2 separate regions of the Rattus norvegicus genome follow, and region 1 is linked to region 2. A link is a contact called in public Hi-C data. All regions are on one chromosome and are shown on one strand. The core of a region is the stretch at or near the end of the contact, and the rest is flanking DNA. Distances in the headings are between cores, read along the strand shown. Region 1 holds the start of LOC102546680 (a long non-coding RNA gene). Region 2 overlaps LOC134485126 (a long non-coding RNA gene).

What was found. A called contact is a pair of places that touch in the nucleus more often than the background predicts.
Region 1: a contact with region 2 is called in a Hi-C map of the A7r5 cell line, with 6 times the contacts expected there. The contact joins two enhancer-like sites. A contact is called at or near these places in 3 of 12 Hi-C or Micro-C datasets (the A7r5 cell line, the Rat2 cell line and Schwann cells).

Annotation. Positions count from the first base shown.
Region 1 is chr1:128,590,888-128,597,578 of GRCr8, forward strand. LOC102546680 (a long non-coding RNA gene) reads left to right here and starts at 1,598. Exons shown (of 3, transcript XR_010063025.1): 1 at 1,598-3,823; 2 at 4,564-4,746; 3 at 4,851-6,398. Within about 2 kb of position 5,159, at least 10 of the 93 cell types and tissues checked have an H3K27ac peak or open chromatin away from gene starts, as enhancers often do. A contact at or near this core is called in the A7r5 cell line, where this site is marked.
Region 2 is chr1:128,467,037-128,473,947 of GRCr8, forward strand. It overlaps LOC134485126 (a long non-coding RNA gene), which reads left to right. Exons shown (of 3, transcript XR_010063023.1): 3 at 4,093-4,656. It also overlaps a transcript of Tjp1 not described here. Among named protein-coding and RNA genes, the nearest start is that of Trnap-agg47, 100 kb to the left of the region's middle. Within about 2 kb of position 4,240, at least 10 of the 93 cell types and tissues checked have an H3K27ac peak or open chromatin away from gene starts, as enhancers often do. A contact at or near this core is called in the A7r5 cell line, where this site is marked.

The DNA of each region.
Region 1 (6,691 bases), core at 3,909-6,408, 120 kb after region 2:
AAGGAGAAGGACCACTGTCAAGCCTATCTGTTGCAATAAACGACTCACTAAGAACCCTGCCCTGTTTCAGTTCCAGGTAATAGAAGCCCATGATAAATATAATGGCCTGGTTCCCAAGAGGCAATGGGGCTAGGCTGTTGTAGCTCTCTATTCTACTAACCAGGCTTCTTTCAACATCAGACAAAATATCAAACCATCATCACATCCCACCCATCTTAGGACCACCCAAACCCTCATTCACACAGCTCAAAACAGCCTCCTACTTCAGAAAGGCCACCCTTCACCCATTTCTGCAGTGGCAAGCAGGGACACATGGCTTGTCCTAACCCACCTACCTTTAGCATATGCCCAAATTTAAGTGGGAGGACGCATGAAAGTGGAACTCTCTGTCTCCCTTGTAAGAGACAGGGCATTCTGTCCTCAGGAACACACAACAGAAATCTCACACAGTGGAAATCTCTGAGGACCTTATTCAGCTTATATTCAGACCTTATTAAGAGTCCATGAGAAAACATCCATCCCTTGAGGGTTGATGGGCTCCATGGCTTTATGGTGCCATGCTTCCTTTATAACGAGCCTTGGGTGACTTCAGATAGGGAATGCCTCAAAGCCCTATTTCTAGTCAACACAGAGTCCCATACTCTTCCTTGACAAATCTCCCAATCCCAAACAAACTCTCGGTCCCTGATTCTTCTCACTGAGATTGATATCAGACCACAGTCTGGCTGGTTGATCTTTCCCGAGGATGTTTGAGAGGAAGCAAACAACAGTTTTTTCCTTATTCTTCCCTGGTCTGGCCAAACTGCCCAATTTCTCTACTAGACATCGTGTCAAAATTACAGGCTAATTTACTTTTGCGTAACACCCACCCCCACCCCGATACATTGTTGTTTCTCCTCCAGCCCTTTCTCTCATAATGCCTAGGTAGGGGCCATTCAGTCATGTAACATACACGTCAGCCCTCAGCCCACCCCTAACCACTGCACCTGTCGTAATTACTCTTACAAACCTCGCTGACCTTCTCTGAAGATCCTACTACTCATTGAGATGTGATGCCCTTGTGAGTCTGCAGTCCTTAATTAGCAAGTCCCTGGCCACTAAGCTGTTACACCTCCATGATTCCCCATGCAATGTCCCCATCTTGTCAAGATGTCAGATGGAGCTTATAGGATGGTCCCGGAACTGAGAGCCATTAATGAGACGGCAGTTAGAGTTCACCCAGTGACTCCCAAGCCCTCTACTCCCCTGAAGTGAAACCTCCTTCTTTCTCACATATCTCGACTCTGATGTCATTTTATAAAATCACAGGCTCTACTTGCTACTGGCTCACATGTCCTGATCACTTTGAACACTTTATGCTAGACTGACCCCTAAAGGCCTTTTCTGACTATACTGGGACAGAAATGGTTACATTTTCAAAGCCATGATCTCATCCCAACTCCACAGGGTTCCAATCCTTGACACTATGTAACCTTCTCTATTTGGCTGGTTCTTTCCCTAGCTGCCTACAGCCGTCTCCACTTCCCACCTTCTCCAAAAGTCCCAGGATCTCCGCAGATAACACAATTTAACCCTTTCAAAGGACTGCTGGCTTTGCCTGTCTTTAAATCTCAATTGGACTGGCAGTGTTTACCCAGCCACTCCATTCAGACTGACCCAATTAACTATTTCTCTTCTTACACGTTTCCAGTGGAGCCCCATCACCCCTTCCAACATTCTCATGGCCAAATATGAGAGCGTATCCCTCCTCCCATACATCTCTTTGCTTGGCACTTGATGGTGTAGTGTAGTCTACATTAGCCTCTCAAGCCAGGTTCACCTTTGCGTTCAGGCCACCGACCTCAGAGAAAGATCCATTTCTCTCACTCTGCTAACTATATTAGTTACTATGCTAACCATATTAGGTAGGGTTACGATTGCTTTGCTGAAACACCAAGGCCAAATGCAACTTGAGGAGGAAACGATTTGTTTTGTTTACACTTCTACATTGAAGGTTCATCTTTGGTGGAAGTTGAGACCAGGAACCTGGAGACGGGAGCTGGTGCAGAGGCCATGGAGGGGTGCTTCTTACTGGATTGTTCCTCATGGCTTGCTCAGCCTAGGACTGCCAACTCAGGGATGGCATCACTCACAGTGGGCTGGGCACATCAATCAGCAGTGTGAGGGGATTGTTCTTTGTCACACAGGGGCGTGGGTGACATAATGTGTGTATTTGCTAGTGGTGCATGCCAAACTTTGTTACTTTTATGGCCTCTGATATATGGAAACTTTGCCTCCAATAGAACTGCAAACAAACAAACAAAAACACACTTGATTGGAAGAGGGACATGGGTGTGGATGTAGATGTAGAAAGAGCAAGGGCATCAGAATGGTAACAGGGCTTCCTGTATTAAAAGGAACGTGGACTAAGCAGCCAATGCACCAGCCACTTTGACATTATTTTAACTCTCCATTTCTTAGTACTGACTCCCCCTTGCCCACTTGTAGTTTACCATGGAAACACATTCTTAGGTGAGTAACAGGGCTCCTCTCCTCAGACTGGAAGACACCCAGAAATGACTTCTTTAATGCCAGGGGTTTGAGTATTTTGTTGTTGTTTTTTGACTGTTTATTTGAATGCTCGCTACTTCTGGCTGTTCCTCAAAACATGTGAGAAGTCACTCATGCTGAAGCATCTCTGCTCAGAGAGTGGGCCCAGGAAGGTAAGGACCTTGTGATAATGAGAATCAGCCAGCAAATTCTTCATGGGGCGTGTCGTAGTTGGCCAAGTGTTGGGAGCTAACCCTTCCTGGGTGATGAGATAGCGTTGAATTATGGCTCAATCTTTGCTTCCCAGCCAGCATTCTCTCACTGGAGATGGCTACATGGATTACCTCATAGTCACTAGGGTGGTTTGAAAGGAACTGGGCTGGTAGGTTTGTAGAGAGGGCATTATTAGGAGGTATGGCCTTGTTGGAGTGGGTGTCTTATTGGAGTGGGTGTGGCCTTGTTGGCATAGGTGTGGCCTCGTTGGAGAAAGTGTGTCCCTAGGGACTGGGCTTTGAGGTCTCTGAAGCGCAAAGCAGGCCTGGTGGCTTATATATTCTTTTTCCTGCTGCCTCTGAATGGTTTAGATCGATACTCAGCTATCTCTCCAGCACTGTGTCTGCCTGACCGCAACCACGTCTCCTGCCATGATGATAGTGAGCTGAAAAATGAACTCTGAAACTCTAAGTCAGCCTCAATGAAATGTTTTCCTTTACAAGAGCAGCCGTGGTCACGGTGTCTCCTCCCAGCAATGAACGGTAACTAAGGTGGGCACTGAGACAGTCCCTTGGCAGGAGACAGGCATTGGTAAGTACTGAAGTACACAGCCAGGACAGGAACTATGACCGGTAAGTTCTATAGTTATGCCACTGCTGGGAAATCCTCTGCTTCCTTTTATCTGAGCCCCTAGCATTGCCAGCATGCACTCTGGTATCTGGGTTTATGGAGCCTTGGGCTATTTTTAAAGTTTAAGCTTGTTGACTTTAATGTACTATCTGCCCTTGAGGGTACGAACCATCATTAAAACATTTTTTAGTTAATATTTTGAGACTATCATATAGACATACAATATTTTTTACTACATTTATCCCCATTTCTACTCCCAACTCATTCAAGACTCATTTCTACCCTTTTCCAACTTTGTTTTTGTCTCTCCCCCGCCCCCACATCTCTCTTATCTCACCTAATCCAGTGTATTCTGCCTTTAGATTCATGGCCATCCACTGTGAGTGCTTGAACTACCAGGGGCCACACCCTTAAGGAAAACCTACTTTTCCTCCTGGAGGAGCCATCAACTGTGAGTAGCTCCTCAGCTAGTGGGAAGGACTAGCCCTGCCCCACTGACCCTGCAGGCTGATGGACTTGGTCAGGTGCAGGTCTCCTGCAGGCAACTCAGCTCCCAAGCACAGTGGTCCTGTTTGGGCCTTTGACTGAGTCCTCTTGACCTCTGACATTTCCTATGACTGAGGAACCATCCTTACACTTTGTGTTCACAGATTTTGTAAGAGTACTCAGAAAACAGGCATTTGGAATTTTTACTTTGAAAACAGTAATACACACACACACACACACACACACACACACTACACACACACATGCACACACACACACATATGCAGAGAGGGAGAGAGAGAGAGAGAGAGAGAGAGCGCACTTTGGAGACCTCAAAGTTCACCTTCTAATCAACAGGACTTTCTCCAACAAAGCCACATCCAGTCAGTAAGGCTGCACCCTCTTCAACAAGGCCACACCTCCTACAGTGCCCCTCCCTATAAGCCTATGAGGGCCGTTCTCTCTCAAATACATACATACATATATATACATATATATATGTATATATATGGTTGCACTTTTAACTGGAATACATATATTTGTACTTATGGTAAAAGTATATAAGGGATTTCTTTTTAAGGTACTGAGCTAGATGTTTGAAGGATGTGCTCTTTCATGAAGGAGGTGGGAATAGATGTGAATGTAAGCATACTTTTCAGCTGTTTAATTTTGCATTTTAACCATTCAATGTGTTCCTCGTTGAAGAGATCCTTATCTACATAACCAGACCTCTGCATTCCTGGGTTCTGTACCCATTCGTGTAAACAACTGTGGATTGAACACATTAAAGGAAGAGGCTGTGTCTGTCCTGAATGTGGATAGACTTTCTATTATCAATTGTTCCTCCAACAAGAATAGTATAAAACCATTCACGTTGCATACAGCATGGTAAGAGATGATTTAAAACGTATAGAAGGGGGCTCAGTAGTTACCTGCAAGTGCTGTGTCGTTTTATCTGGGTTTTGAACACTGATGGGTTTTGCTATCGGTAGAAGATCCTGAAACCATCTTTTCGCCTTTGAGCTGATGCACATAATTCAAACGTCGGCTGCCTAGAGGAGAAGCTTCTGTTCTGGGGGAATTATTGAGAGTGGAACTTGGAGAACCATCTCTGTGTGTGACGCATTCATCATAAATGAGCTGGGAGCTTCAGCTACGCATCTCAGACCAGAATAAAAATGACCTCATGTAAATAGTATGGAATTTTTTTCCAATGAAAAAATGACCCAATTTAGCAGTGCACAGTGAAGTTAGCTTCCAGTGCTCTCTGGTCTGTATGAATGGATTGTTTTCCTGGGGAACTGAGCCACACTAAGGCTGTCAGAGGAACCACTGGGAACTGCAGTGCTTGGATTAAATGGGGTATCGGCCACAACCTGGTTGCTTGAATCCCACTGAGAAGGACAACAATCTTCCCAGGCAAGACTTAGCAATGAAAATAAACAAGCCTATGCCATCAACTACGTCTATCAGAAAGAATGGCCAACTTCATGTTTCTTCAATGCCATCTCTGTTTTCTTTGAAATTTCCTAGTGGGCTACGAAAATTATTATTTCAAATCCTTGTGATGTTTTCTTTAGCTCTAAGGCAGTTGTGAAAGAAAACGGGGAGTCTGTGGCTCTTTTCCAAAGTCCATGTTCTATTTAACCCAGAGAACAGACATAACCCACGAGTTCTCGTTATGAATCAAAGGCTATCATTCCTTCGAAACGGGTGACTTAGCAGACCCAAGTCAGAAGATTTGTGCTGATAGGAAGGGCAAGAATGTACTAAGAGGAATTTATTTTTTTAAAAAAAAAATCCGCTGCTAATGTCAAGCTTGAACAATGTGGGATTTAACAGTACCATCTAGTGGTGATGTACCGCCATCCTTGTGTTAAGTGAGGACCGTGGTTCATTTGTGCCTGAGACTCATGCATCCAGTCAATAGCTTATCACACACACTGACTGTAAACTCAGAAGCAGAAAGGCCATCTTTTATTGCTCTAGGGAATGAAGTGAGTTGATATAAGGAACATACAGGAGACACCTGCAACTCATAAGATATAATATTAAAGTTTCAATGCTTCCAGGGCTCAGCATAGTCTGTAACAGGCTCTCAATAAACTATTTTTAAATATCAAGTAAAGTGCTATAGCAATTAGTTCTGGATTCATCCATAAAAGTCTGGTTACTGTGTTCTTGTGTTCTTTCTTTCTTCCTTCCTTCCTTCCTTTCTTCCTTCCTTTCTTTCTCTCTTTCTTTCCCCCTGTTACTATGAAAAATTGTTCACTGTGTATTTCTTTCAGTAAATGTAAGCCCCCCCAATAAACTTTTGGCATGGTGTGTATTGCTGAGAAGTGATGGCCTTTAGTGGGTAAGGAGGCTGGATGGGAGCTTTATGCGGAGGGCCTGAGCTGGGGCTAAAACCCAGGCCTTCACAGTGTCAGGTAGGCAGTGCTCAACTTCCCTCTGTGCTCAGGAATGTTTTTAAGGGAACAAGTCGTTGCTCACAAGACAACCTGAGGGTAAAGGTGGTAGAGTTAGAGGTGATTTGGGACAAATTCAGATAAAAAAGGCACTCGATACTTGGTTTGCCAATGTGTGTAATTACTATAAGGATGGGATTTTAAGGATTGCAGGTCTAACTTGCTTAGGTATAAATCAACTTCGCAGGGCTGGGGGTGTGGCTTGCTCAGTGAAGCTGTTGCCGTGATGCGTGAGCTTGTGAAGCATGAGAACTGATTCCTTGGGACCCACAGCCAAAGAGCTAGGGCTGCAGCTCACACCCCTAACCAATGCTGGAGAAGAGACGGGACAGGAGGATCCTGGGCCAGGGGCTGCTGGCTACCCT
Region 2 (6,911 bases), core at 2,990-5,489:
TGTGTCATTACCGTCTACCCCCATGACCTCTAGCAGTTTTTTTTTTTTTTAACACAAAACCTCTTTGTTTTTATTCCACCTGTTATTTAACATTTGGGAGTTTTTCTGTACTTTGCTTCCGGTGAAAACTCATAAACATTTATACATATAAGTGTGTATGTATATGTGTATGTGTGTGTGGGGGGGGTGAAAATGGGTAGGTGAGGTCCAGGAATGTTCACTTGATACTCAAGAGGTTATAGAAGGGAAATAAGAGTGAGGACTAAATGTGAGGCTGAGGACCATCTTAGAAATAAACCAGCAGTGGTGGTGGCACACGCCTTTAGTCCCAGAACTCTGGAGGCAGAGGCAGGCAGATCTCAGAGTTCCAGGACAGCCTGGTCTACAGAGTGAGGCCCAGAACAGCTGGGGTTACACAGAGAAACCCTGTCTCCAAACAAACAAATAAGCAGAAAGTTAGAAACAAAGAAAAGGTATTATCATAGCTTGGAGAAAACTAGGAATACTGGAGATCTCAAGGGGAGCTACTAACAAGGAGTCCTGTAAAGAAATAGGGAGAAGGGCATAAGAAAAGGCCAGCACAAAGTGAGGCACATCTGTGACCCGAGGAGTCGTCGGGGTGGGTAGGAGACAGGAAGATCAAAAGTATAAGGTCAACCTGAACTTACCAGTCAGTCTTCTTTCCAACAAAAGCAAAAGGCAAACAGCAGGAAGGCCAGCACATCGGCAATCAGGAAGATGTCAGATTACAGGAGGCCGGGAGAATGGCTCAGCGTGTAAAGTGCCTGCTGTTCAGGCATGAGGACTTAATTTCAGATTGCCATCCACCATGTAAAAGTTCAGTGGTTTGTGCCTGGAATTCTAGTGTTCGGAAGGCTGCAATAGGAGGATTTGCAAGGGCCAGAGTTATGTTTTATGTTTACAGTACTGTCTTGTTTTGTTTTGAGACAGGGTGTCTTTGTATAGCCCTGGCTGCCTTGGCTGTCCTTGAACTCAGAGATCAACTGGCCTCTGCTTCCCAAGTGCTGGGATTACAGGCATGTACCACCATGGTCTAGCTATTAAATTACTATTTTGAGAAATCTATAAAATGGGTTGGAGAGATGGCTCAGCGGTTAAGAGCACTGATTGCTCTTCCAGAGGTCCTGAGTTCAATTCCCAGCAACCACATGGTGGCTCACAACCACCTGTAATGGGGTTCTGGTGTGTCTGAAGACAGCTACAGTGTTCTCGTATACATGGAATAAGTAAAAATAAATCCTAAAAAAAAAAAACCAAAACTATAAAACAAACTAACAACCTTCTAAGCTATAAATCCAAGAACGGATGACCTCCTGAAACGATGGGGGTTGTTGTTCATGTAAGATAACAAACCATGTGTTTTCACTTCTGTAAACAAGGTTGGTTGCACCAACTGCACAGGAAGTGCTTGATCACAGGTGGCATGAAGCACTTAAGCAGGATGTTGCTTGTTCCCGACTGGACAAAGGCAGGAAGCACATAGCCTTGTGGGTTTTGCCTTTGTAAGCACCTGATTTACAGAACTTGTAGCCATTCTCTGGGAACCCCAGGTGTGGATCCAGCAAGTGTCCACCATCCCGGCCAGGATTTAGTAAACTTTACTTCAAATCTGGCTCAAAAAATGGTGGTAGTGATCTTATTCTTGCCTGTTGGGATCAACAGAATCCAGAGGCTTGCTGGCCCAACCCGTGAAAGAAAGATGACAAATCACATAAGACTATTTTTAAAGACAGTGAGATTTAGTCAAACAGAGAAAAGTATAAATCCTGGAAAAACTGAAGGTTTCTGGAAAAGAAGACAAGGGCACCGTTCCTGGAGGCAGGACAGGGTGGATGGGTTACAGGAACATTCTAGTCAGAAGGAAAAAACCTGAGATCCCAATAGGGACACTTCAAGCCAACAGGGTCAGGACTCCCCCAGGGCTATGGGTAAATTCAGTAACTTAAGCTTTAGGGCCTGTTAAAATTCACCTAAAGTCGTTACCACACACATTTAGCGGTATCCAAAGGCTTGCTAGAAAGATCAAAATCTTTACGTCTGTGCTGTGGTGACCAAGATAAGTGCTAGTGACTGCCTGGGGACTGATGCAGACAGGTGGGTATATGTCCCCTGTAAGAATGCTTCTGCACTGCCAGGCCAAGTGCATAACTGCTAGCTTCAGATACAGAATGAGCAGCAGAACAAAGCAAGGTGAGACAGCCCAGCCCAGGTCTTCCTACCCATCTTACTAGACAAGGCGTACGGTGACTCAGTGTTTTACTTTCTTTCTTTTTTTTTTTTTTTTTTTGGTTCTTTTTTTCGGAGCTGGGGACCGAACCCAGGGCCTTGTGCTTCCTAGGTAAGCGCTCTACCACTGAGCTAAATCCTCAGCCCCTTTCTTTCTTTCTTTCTTTTTTCTTTTTCTTTTCGGGGCTGGGGACCGAACCCAGGGCCTTGCGCTTCCTAGGTAAGCGCTCTACCACTGAGCCAAATCCCCAACCCCGTGACTCAGTGTTTTGTGTAACTCATATTAAGTTTGCTTAGAGAGGCAAGGGTGGGGTCTCCTTGGTCCTCCAAGCTGTTCCACATCTAACCCAGACATCCCCTCTGCCCTATCAAGAGTCGGCCCCACCTTCAGCAACACCAAACCACAACACTAATAGTGACATCTTTGTGTCGCCAACTCAATAAACTAGGGGGGACAAGAATGACCTCTAGCTGTAATTACTCTTTAAGAAGGATCTAAAATGGATGAGTAACAATATTTTTTTTAAAAATAGACATTTACCTTCCAAGCGTATGCGTAACTGAAGTCCATTATTGAAACATTTGTTAACTTCAAAAGTGGTTTTCAACTTCAAACGCAAACGTGGGCTACAGGCAAAAGCTAATTGCAAGCTTGGTTATTAGCAGGGTGTGAGAGGTGAGGGGATGGGAGGAAGGAATGCTTGCAGAAGGCTTTTGTTCAGCAGTGGATTTCAAAATATCCAAACACAGTTAATTTCTGAAATAGCCGAGAACTTCCTGCACATTAAAATAAATCAGGGCACTAAATGCAAATGTCTTTGAGGTCCTATCAAAGCGATTCAGAGAACAGGCCTCACTTCCTCCCTTGCAGGTATCCAGAGCATGACAGTCAGGGAAGAAAAATGAAGTCACAAAACAATCCCCTCCCAGGCCTCTCAGTCCACATTCCACAGATGTTTCTGCTCTTCGAGCAAATGAACCCTCTCTGTGTTCACACCCACCAGCAACACTTGTAGATGTCTTGGGTCGCTGTAGCATTTAATTCTCTGCCTCCACAATCACCTTCTCTTCCTCCCAAAGATTCTTTATCCTCAAGCTTCTTTAGATACTCTTTTTTTTTAAAAAAGAAAGTCAGTTGATTTTTTTTAAAGACTTATTTATTTTATGTGTATGAGTACACTGCCACTGTCTTCAGACACACCAGAAGAGGGGATCAGATCCCATTACAGATGGTTGTGAGTCACCATGTGGTTGCTGGGAATTGAACTCAGGACCTCTGGAAGAGCAGTCAGTGCTCCTAACCGATGAACCCTCTCTCGCCGTCTCTCCAATCCTCTTCTGCTATTCTAACCGAATTTGAATTCTTCATGTTTAGTTTGTATACATTTTATTCGAGTTATCACTAGAGACTGCATCTAGCATCTAGTTTCTGTCTCTCCTCGGATGAGTCACTACCTTCCTAAGTCCTTGAAATTAACAGACACTAAAAAAAGAAAAGGAGAGGAGAGGAGAGGAGAGGAGAGGAGAGGAGAGGAGAGGAGAGGAGAGGAAAGGAAAAAGAGCCGGGCTTTAATGGCACAGTTCTTTAAGCCCAGCATTCGGGAAGCAGAAGCAGGCAGGCAGGTGTCTGAGTTCAAGGCTAGCCTCATCTATAGAGTGAATTCCAGGCCAGCCAGGGCTGCACAGAGTCATGAAAACTGGAGCAAAGACAAATCAAATGCCTACTGAATCGTCCGTGGCAGCTCCAAACAAGCGCAAAAACGGTGGCTGCACCATCTGTTTGGTAGTCTTGACCCACTCCCTTCTGCTCACTGGACTTCTAGGCTGTTCTTATCTTTTACACAGAGCCCGAGGCCGTGGTCCCTTCTGAGTCACCTGTCAAGCTCCACCTGGGCTGTGATATGCCCTCACCTAGAATCACAGCTCTCTTGTCTTTTACTGCACTCCTCTTCAAAACCGGTCAAGCCAGCATTCCACTGCTGATTCAGAAGAAGGGCATGGCAGAGTCAGCCAGCTCCCTCCACAGCCGTTCCTGTTCCTGTGAGACCCCAGGCTATTCCCCTCCCTCCATCTCTCAGCAGGACTCTTTTTTTTTTTTTTTTGATTCTTTTTTTCGGAGCTGGGGACCGAACCCAGGGCCTTGCGCTTCCTAGGCAAGCGCTCTACCACTGAGCTAAATCCCCAACCCCATCAGGACTCTTACTCTTTAGAATATCCACTCTCCCTTTCCAAGCAGAAATCCACTTGGTGAAGCCACCTTCCTCTCACCTACTCCTCTCTGGGGCATTCTCTGTTCCCCTTTCTGGAGACTTTGCATATACTCATCTGTCCTTACCCAGAAGCACCTGAGTCCACCGTCCATGAATATGATTTTTGAAAGGTCAAAAAATTAAAATCGTTTGAAAGTCAGGCATGCTTGCATGTAGTATGTATGTATGTTTGTTTGTATGTATGTATGTATGTATGTATGTATTTGTATTTTACACCTCCAGAAGAAATAATAATATGTTCATGAACTTAATTAAACTAAAGCCTGATGCTTTATTGGTAGCAGAGAAGGCTTCACAGATGCAATGCAGTGATTCACCCCTTCACAGGGTCAGGGTCACCGACAGTCTATTAAAGCTCCCATTTACTTGGTATATTATCTGCCTTCAGACAAGCACAGGGCCGCTTAAATCCCCACTCACCCACTGCTGTCAGCAACTTAAGTGGGCAAAGGGTCACTACTTTTTACGTCTACACTAAAGTCTACCTTCTATGAATTCAGTACAGCTGTGATGGACGACAGCGGCAACGAAATAGAGTGTCTTAGACCAGACTGTTTCAGCAGACAGTCGAACCACACATGCTGGAGAGTGCTGCCCCCCTGTGGCTGGCTGAGAGGCCGCTGCAGCCGGCCGGCCTGCCCTTGGGGCCCACTTCTGCGATGATCACACCAGACTCCTGCTGAAGGGCTGAGAGATGCGCTGCATGGTAGAAGCCTCTTTCCCAGGCTCCGTGTCCTGGGCGATGTGAACACACAACCTGGGTATCCGCTGGAGTGTAGACAGCCAGCTTGCCCTACAATCCCTTAAGTAAGGCTCTCCATAGGGCTGCAGTAAAAAAACTGGAGTAGTCAAGTTCTTAGCCCACAGTGAGGGCCAATTTACATGGCGTTCCCTCCTGTCCACACATGTATCGTGCGTGTGCTGCTTCGGTGCATGAGAGCCGTTAGCTAATATTAAATGTCAAATATGACTGCTCTTGGTACTGACAGCCCAAGAGGCTTCTGGGAACTTGGGGTCTTTGTTGTTTTCTCTGCACTGAAGCCCCTCTGTAGTCGGGAGCCTTCCCCTCACCTGTTTTTGGGGTAGGGCTTGTCTCCCCTGGAATGTTTGCAAACTTTCTAATTCTAATTCAAGGTACTCTCTTACCCAACCCCAGAGAGTCCACAGACATCACACAGTCCCCACCAGGAGCCATTTCCAAAGTTTGTACTGGGTACTCACAAGGCCCCAGAACCGGCCCTCAGCACACTGCATCTGAAGGCAGGTTGCGATGCTAATGAGTCACACTTGAAGGTGGGAAAAACGACATTCTGGCTACATAAGTGCTGTGGCCTGATATCTGCCCCATGCTCTTTGTAAGTTCAAATCCCACCCCCAAGGTGAAAGAGGTGATCGGCATCAGGAGGCGGGGCCTTTGGAGGTGACCAGGTCAGGAGAGCGGAGGCCTCATGGGTGGGTTCCGTGCCCTGATGAGCAGGCTTAAAGGAACAGGCTTGCCTCTTCTGCCACTTGAGGATGCAGTGAGATGTCCATGAGCCTTCTGGAGGTGGAGCTCAGTGGTAGAGCACTTGCCCGGCACGCACATTTTCTTACAGTAGCCTGAAGACCCACACGCCCCACGTTTGAATGTCAGTCTTTGTAAACACAGCCGCTGCCCAGGCCTGCTGGTGACTGTAAAGCTGGAACCATGAACAGGTCAAAGGACTGCCCAGAAGACTGAGTCCTAGAGCAGTACCCAGGGCAGTCTGTGGTAGGCCTTCTCTGGGTCGCCTGTGAGGATGTAACTAGGGTGAACTTGACATTACACCCTCGTCTTGCCAGAAGAAAGAAGACCATTCTGTTAGTTTGTCTTCTTAGCCCCACTCTAAGCTTATAAAAACAGCTGGGGCTTCCCAGCACGTGACCCTTACTCTCCAACAGGCGGTCGGCTCCATGAAAGGTCAGCTGCACAAAATATAGAATTTCTGCTCCCTCGAAACAGACAGACAAACAACAACAAAAACAAAACAGCATGCTTTTTGCATCAAGGTGCAAAGCTTTAGCAGCAAGGTGATGCTAGGTACTCAGGAAGTTGAGGCAGGAGGATGGTGAGTTTGAGCTAGGAAATTGTCTTAGTTGTTTTTCCATTGCTGTGATAAAAACACACCTAGGCAACGTATAGAAACAAAGGTTTAATTTGGGCTCACAGTTCGAGAGGGTTATGTCCATCATGGCGGGGAGCATGGCATGAAGCAGGCAGGCATGGCACTGGAGCCATGGCTGAGAGCATACATCCTTCCCGACAAGTAGAAGACAGAAAACATAGGCTTTTGATACCTCAGAGCCCACCCCCAGTGACACACCTCCTCCAACAAGGCCACGCCCCCAATCCTTCCCAAACAGTTCCACTGAGGA